Regions from separate parts of the Zea mays genome. Here region 1 is linked to region 2. The links are chromatin contacts, called in public Hi-C maps. All regions are on one chromosome and are shown on one strand. The core of a region is the stretch at or near the end of the contact, and the rest is flanking DNA. Distances in the headings are between cores, read along the strand shown. Region 1 has its middle 49 kb from the start of LOC542569. Region 2 overlaps LOC100274157 (Transducin/WD40 repeat-like superfamily protein).

Region 1 (3,699 bases), core at 125-2,624, 100 kb before region 2:
CTTCAATCAATCACGGTTGGCCGGTCAGTTCCACAACGGAAGCACTGCAGGACAGCATGCAGTGCAGTGCAGTGCAGTGCAGCAGAATGCATGCAATGCAGCATAACTTCACTGACGGGAGGTTCTTATATATATTCCCATATCATCACCCTGGCCAAACACGTCCGCTGCCCTTCCGATATGGTACGAATACGATCCTCTATCTCTCTCTCTCTTTGTCAATCCCACGTGCACATGCAACCCGCACCTCCTTGTCATTCTGTTCCACTCTCTTGTGTTCTTTGTATCGGAGAATTGAGTAGCTAGAATTCGCCGGACACCGACCAGATCCATCCACACATTAACTGACACCCCTGCAGCATAATATTACTACTATAATCTGTGGAGAAACTTTTTGTTATGTTTCTGTTTCCAGTAGTAAGCATTGTTACAAACGAAAAATATCCTCAGTACATAAAATTATCAGTGAGCAAACTGTCTTAGCTGAGTTATTTGAAGTATAGATTGATTAAGCACCAAATCTAAATAACAAAATAAAAGATATATCAATTGCTTCATAAAAATGAAAATATACTTTAGAGCACAAATACAAACGATCGATGTATCACAATGCAGGCAGAGGGAGTAAGGGATACAACCATATTGCTCATCTCAAGAGAAGAGATATGTTTTAATCATGGTATATTTGAAACGCACCTGTTTACTTCTAGGTTTCATAGTCCTGAAGCATCCGAGGTAAATTATCAAAAACTGATAACTGAACTTATTAAGAGCAGGGCATTATTTAAGAATATTAATATAAAGAAATATAACACCCTAGAATAAGAACAACAAAATCCTGTGGGAAATTACTACACTTCACAAAAAACATAATAGCAAACAGATTAAAAACAGAGATTGTATTGATCATAAAACTAACATAGCTGAACCAACCATAACCAAAGCTCCAACATAAAAACATAACAAACGATCTATCTGAAACAATCATAACCAAGCTCCAACATAAGAACCTTCGTTGCCACAGCGTCATCAAACCCATGTTTCATATGTCATACGAAAAAATTAAAAAATAAATAAAAGGGCATTTGACTGTTCGAATTTTTAAATGTACATGGTGCGATGGCCCATAAAAGAGAGCATGTTTCTTGTTGTCCACTATTCATGCTCATTAATTTTGGTCGGCAAGGTACTTGGGCCGACTTGATCAACGCATGTGTCTACTATTAGCAAAGCCCACATTTAATATGGCCTCCGACCAGTTGGACGCTAAAGAGCTTCCGAGCAACGAAGAACGAACCCATGGGGCCTTCGCCCATGCTGTGTGTGACATACAAAGCAGCGTAGCTCAAGACGGCCTGCCGAAGATTCCCGTGGGTGTCTCAAGTGTATCTTGTGAGTAGCCCATGAGGCTTATTTCTGCTAATCGTCGCCATCACTCTACATAAGTAGCCCATGAAGCTTGTTTCTCACGAAAAGCAGCCCATGGGCTGCAAAGTCAGGAAGCCACAACGTGGTCAGGCTGCTTGACGCGACAACGCCACGCACATGTGGACAAACATATTCATTCCATTCAATTCAACGGCCGCCGCTTTGCCGCTCTGCCTTTGCGACTTGCGAGTAGAGACGCCAGGCCCTGCCACAGAGCCGGACAGGTCAGGGCCGACGCTGCGACGTGTACTCCACCGGATTCATTTCCATCTGCCCTCTGACCTAGGAAGACGTTTCGAGTGTTGAGAAAGCCTAAAAAATGTTTAATGGACTAATATCGAAATTATCATCGGGGTCATAGTATATATATATATATATATATATATATATATATATATATATATATATATATATATATATCATAATAAAGAGAGGATAGAAAGAACTTTCATCCACTGTATCTATTGTTCCTCTGTGTATTGAGAAGGGAGCAGACTTCTACAACTTATCGCGTCCCTACTGCTGTTGGGAGGATTCGGAGTCCGGATCGGGGATCTACGACAACTACGTTGTTCAACACATCATCAGCACTGCTCTACCCCGACTCGTGGATCTGATCGACACCGACTCTCCATCACGCCGGCAGGTCCCCCGGCCTTGCCGAACTCTCCTACGCGACAGACTTTGTTCTCATTCGTCGAATCAGGAATCACGGTATGAAATCTTGAGTGGATCTACGATTCCAATTCACCGAGTATATCACCGTCCCGCGAGCAGCATCGACAGCGCCAGCGTAATCCGGTGGCGCACGGAGATGACCGCGGTGGTGCAGCCACGAGCAGCACCGCCAGCCGCATGCACGTTTAGAAAAAAAGTAGGCCATGCAGATTCCGTCGCATGCAACCCCTTACTTGTGGCTGACTTGCATGGCCGCATGCAAAGGATGGGCCCTTGACGTTTTCTAAGAGGAAAAGTAGGGCGGTTGACGTTTTCTTAGGAAAAAAAGGAAAAGTAGGCCCCCACAGATTCGGAAAAAAATTGGCTACAGCCGTCTGCAAAGCTGCGATTGTGCAGGCTCCTTTCGATTGATGACACGTGTTTGATCCCACACAAATCTCAAATAAACAAGACACCCGGCCGTTTCCATCCATAGCCCACTATCTTCTTGCTAGCTTCGGCTCGCTAGCCTCTTACTGCTAGCTTCGGCTAAAGTTCTGTTTCTCTCTCGCAGCTTCAACTGTTCTTTTAATCCCAGTGCAGGGGATGGGAGGGAGAGAAGACGACTCTGGGCGGCGACAGTTGGTGCTGTGGTGGTGCTCCCCAACTGGCTAGGGCGTGGGGATATTGATCTGTCCAAGTTGCTTCATCTTAAATTGTTGTTGAAATTTCCTCTTTCCAGTTACAAAATGGTTCGAGGAACAGGGTTGTTATGCAGCTAGTAGCTTTAGCATCCACTCTAGAAGTTTGAGACTTTTTGGGCAACAAATTGTTAAGTGCCAACACTGAAGGAAATGAAATGCCTAAAATTACATCAACTATTGCATTTACGCTTTTAGAAATGATAAAATCTATTTATATGAATGCTTTCAAATATCTCATTTCTATTGACATCAAAACAGTGCAACTAGAGTATTACACTTCAAGATTACATAAAAACTATAAATGAATGACTACTACTCATGTGGTGCGATTATGTGAGGCATCAAAATGTAACTCTCGAGTAGCTGAAGCATACGAATCAACTCCAAGTAAAAGACTTGTATATCCTCCTTGCATCAACAAAGTGTCCGTAGTTTGAAAACCAGCATTCATCTTATTGGTTACAGCATGTTGTTATGGCATATTAACACCAATACTTTCATCCAAAGTTGTCTGTGTAAAAACCGTTTAGAAAAATATTCAGATAATCAAATTATTGAAAAAATGGCAATTCTATTATCCAGTATGCCTTACATTCAACAGTTCTGGATCCTGATCAGGTCCCATATTTTGATCTATTTTCCTTGAATTTGTTCCTATGTCATATATGGAGGAGTACATATATTAACAACAATACTTTATGTATGATTGAATAGAAAAATCTAAAATATATTTGAAACTACTAAAAGAAGCGATATGGGGAGAATAACTACCGTTATTAGAAGAACCTTTCCTTTTCTTCCTTGTATTCTTTTCAACTGCATTCTTTGATCGTTTACTTTTAGCGCCTTTCACTACCTGTGGAACTCTAAATGAAATTTTGCTATTTACTGTTTGTATGTTGCGGTCATT
Region 2 (3,652 bases), core at 107-2,606:
TTGTTCGTGGTCGTGAGGCATCACGCCGGAGAGGTAAAGGATCATCTCATAGTGAGCACTTGGTCCTTGCGAGGAGCCGAGGACTAAGGGGGAGTTATACCCTTGCATGGGTGATCCAACAAGGACTAGTGTAGAGTGTCGACTCTTCAATACCTCGTGAAAAATTCGGAGAAGTTTTCTTGTCCTTGCTTTACATTCCACAATTACTTTGAGCAATTTACTTTGAGTATTTTCATTCCTAGTATTTACTATAATGACTTAGGATTTGTTTAGCATTTCCTATCTTTTGTGATTTAGCTAATCTAGTTAAGTAGTTGGGTGAAGTTGGGCTCTTGTTTTGGGTTTAATGGTTTGCAAGAAATTTAGAAAACCCCAATTCACCCATTCCCCCTCTTAAGCATCGTGATCCTTTCATAAACAAATTTAATTTTAGGAAGGATCCATTGACGGAAATGTCTTCGACCCGCTGCCTTTGTCTAGTGGTGTTTCAGTGCCTATGTGTTTTTGTAGTGATCCGTGCATGGTAGCCAAGTCCGACGAAGAGGACACGTGCAGGCAGAGGTATTGGATGTGTGCCAACTATGTTTATCAGCCAACAATTGCTCAACATTGCATTAACTTGATGGTGAGAATTTTATAGTGTACCATTTATCTTGTTTCATACGAATTGATGCATGATTTATTTGGCGTCTAAGAGTTGCATAATCTGTAGACTCTTCCACCGCTCTGTGATTTTGAGTAGTGGATTGACACTGAGATCTCACAGAAAGACAAAGAGTGGATGGAGAAAATAAAGTGGGATGCAGAGGACTAGGAGAAGATGGAGAAGAAACTGAAGGAGCTTGCGGTGGAGACAACGTGTAGAAGAGGTGAAAATAAGTTGTGTTGCTACTTACAGGGAGAAGGAGAATAGACTTGATTGTGCAGAGGAAGTAATGGTGGCGAACCCGGATACTTTTAGAAAGAGGAAGTGGTACTGATGCTTTTAGGAAGGAGAAACCCAATACCAGTAAGCAGTACTAGTCGGAGCTAAAAACTGAAATAGCAATAATTGACTAGATAGTACTATTTGAGACTAAAAATTAGTCTAAATTAGTCCGAATTTCGCGAGAAAACGAACTGCGTATCGATTTTTAGCTAGTAGCTACTTCAGCTTTTAGCCCCAACTTTCGCCAAGAAAACGACCTGCGTAACCTGTAGGACGCCTGTCACATTTCCTCTCCTACACATTGGTCACTGGACAATCAACCACCAACCACTGCTGGTGCTGATGCTGCAACTGCAGCGTAAGGACCAACAATGTGCTGATACAACTGCTGATACAGCGACGTACAAGGTGCCGACCAGTAGTTGCCGCAGACAGCAATGCTGGGACTCATGCAGGGCTCCCGATTCGGAAGCCATAAAACTCCAACCTACTACTACATGTCAGGCAGACGGTGAATGGGGAGATAATATCCTGACACAAACTATGTACATTGTTAGGTGTCGAGAAACAGAAAGGCTATACATATGCTACCGCCTTCAGTTCCACGAGTCGAGCGACAAAACCCAGATTACTAGCAACAGGGAAAGAAACCCCCCAGAATTTTATACACTTCTGCATGCACTCATGAGATCCTCCTCTGTAGGACCATGCACTCCTCTGGAGCACACAATGCAACAATGGGGTCCAACAGCTGTGCGACCAAATTTCCGCTCAAGTGGTTATCACCACAAGGAGTTCAAGTAATGATGTTGGTGCCTCTTGCTGAACTCGATCATGCCTCCGTACGTCTGGTCCGCAAGGCCCACATAGAAGGCCTCGGTGTCAGGGCTGAATGCTAAACCTCCAATCTCGCCAAACAAGTCAATCTCGTGAGATCTGCTGTAGTCCGCATAAGCATCGTACATGTGGACAAAATCTACGGGCTCTGCTGTTGCAAGGAAGCGCCCGTCTGAAGAGAACTTCACACACCGAATTGAGCCCATCCTTCCACCAAGCACAGCTACTGATTGGGATAGGTTCCTGATGTCCCATAGCCTGCATGTAGTGTCTTGACTCCCAGTTGCCACGATATTGCCATCAGGATGCCATGCAGATGCAAATGAGTAATCCAAGTGACCCCTGAGAGAGCCAATTGCCTACACAATATATGTGTGTGTTGAATATTAGGACCAACAACATACTGATATAGCCATGTGCCCTGCAAAAGTAATAGAAGAAAAGAAAATCCATTCACTTACCTTGCCACACTTGGGATCCACCACACAACCATCCTCATGATCTCCCAGGACAGCAAAGAGTTTCCCATTCGGGCTCACAGAAACACTCTGTTGGAGAAGAAAACTTAGCAGCCAAATAAGAGGATGAAACTACAGGGCATAAAACAGTTAAGGGCCAGCCTACTTACATTCACGGACCAAGGGAAGACATAGTGCTTGAGGAGGTCAAAGTACTCGGTGTCAAAAATCCTGATGGAGCAGTCATTGTTAGCAGCCACCAACCTTCTAGATCCGCTGAAATATACATTCATAATCAAACTGTTAACTCAAGTCAAAATGTACAAGATATCTGACTCAGAAAAGCATTGAATCTTACCTCGGATCCTGATACATCTCTAAAGAGTTAGTGATTGCATTTTCATCATCTGTAACCCTTGTGCTGTAAACAACCCCCTCATCATCCAAACGCTAGAAAAAAAAAAACAAAAAATGTCAGATTTACTATCTGTCATGAGTTACTACAGACCAAAGTAGGAGAATATTTGCACAGTAAAAATACCTTGCATATAATCTCCCCTTGAAAGCCACCAACTACCAATAAATTACTATCCACGGCCATTGTTGTGACCTGAACCATTGCCACTGACTGTGAACCATGGCCCCTCTGCAACAACAAAAATGAATACTTTGAGACCAAACCCAAAAGAATATGAACCTGCACAGAAATATTTAACGCCAGAAAATATAAAAGGTTATATACCTGTTTTGGGACGATGCAATCATCGGCATTGATTAGCTCAGTGCTTGTCTGCTCCAGTGAGGACCAGTGTGTCACTGATTGATCATGCATTGTATAAACATCATGTTTCGTGGTTGCCCACACTAGGTTCCGTAGCTGCGAAACAACACATCATGCAAAATTCATTGAGAAGGTGATATGTGGATTGGCTCTTCTGATCTTTCAGTGTGTGCAACAAGCTGTAATATAAACTTGAATTAAAAGAGCTCTTCATATCCCCTTACACAAATGCTACAACACCCCTTGCATCATCATCAACAACAACAAAGCCTTTTAGTCCCAAACAAGTTGGGGTAGGCTAGAGTTAAAAACCCAACATAACCCACAAGTCAAGGTTAGGAAATATGGATAGCTGTTTTCTATGCACTCCTATTCAAAGCTAAATCCTTGGATATATTCCATCCATTCAAGTCTTCTTTTACCACCTCTTCCTATATCAACTTTGGTCTTCCTCTTTCCTTCATCCCATTGCTATCACGCCTTAGGAACTGACTACGCACTGGCGCCTCGGAAGTCCTAGACATATCCAAACCATATCAATGGATGTTAGACAAGCTTTTCTTCAATTAGTGCTCCCCTAACCTATCATGTATATCATCATTCTGGATTTATCCCTTCTTGTATGGCCACAAAACTAATGCAACATGC

What was found. Hi-C and Micro-C count contacts between places; a contact is called where the count stands out from the background.
Region 1: a Hi-C map of tassel shows a contact between it and region 2, with 4 times the contacts expected there. The contact joins two enhancer-like sites. A contact is called at or near these places in 12 of 25 Hi-C or Micro-C datasets (bundle sheath, ear, endosperm and 5 more).

Annotation. Positions count from the first base shown.
Region 1 is chr1:222,528,251-222,531,949 of Zm-B73-REFERENCE-NAM-5.0, reverse strand. No RefSeq gene overlaps it. Among protein-coding and RNA genes, the nearest start is that of LOC542569, 49 kb to the right of the region's middle. Within about 2 kb of position 1,374, at least 17 of the 20 cell types and tissues checked have an H3K27ac peak or open chromatin away from gene starts, as enhancers often do. A contact at or near this core is called in ear, leaf, seedling and 1 more, where this site is marked.
Region 2 is chr1:222,425,400-222,429,051 of Zm-B73-REFERENCE-NAM-5.0, reverse strand. It overlaps LOC100274157 (Transducin/WD40 repeat-like superfamily protein), which reads right to left. Exons shown (of 10, transcript NM_001148535.2): 5 at 2,966-3,100; 6 at 2,765-2,869; 7 at 2,582-2,673; 8 at 2,394-2,499; 9 at 2,227-2,313; 10 at 1,462-2,124. The coding sequence ends at 1,711. Among protein-coding and RNA genes, the nearest start is that of LOC100274157, 11 kb to the right of the region's middle. Within about 2 kb of position 1,356, at least 10 of the 20 cell types and tissues checked have an H3K27ac peak or open chromatin away from gene starts, as enhancers often do. A contact at or near this core is called in ear, leaf, seedling and 1 more, where this site is marked.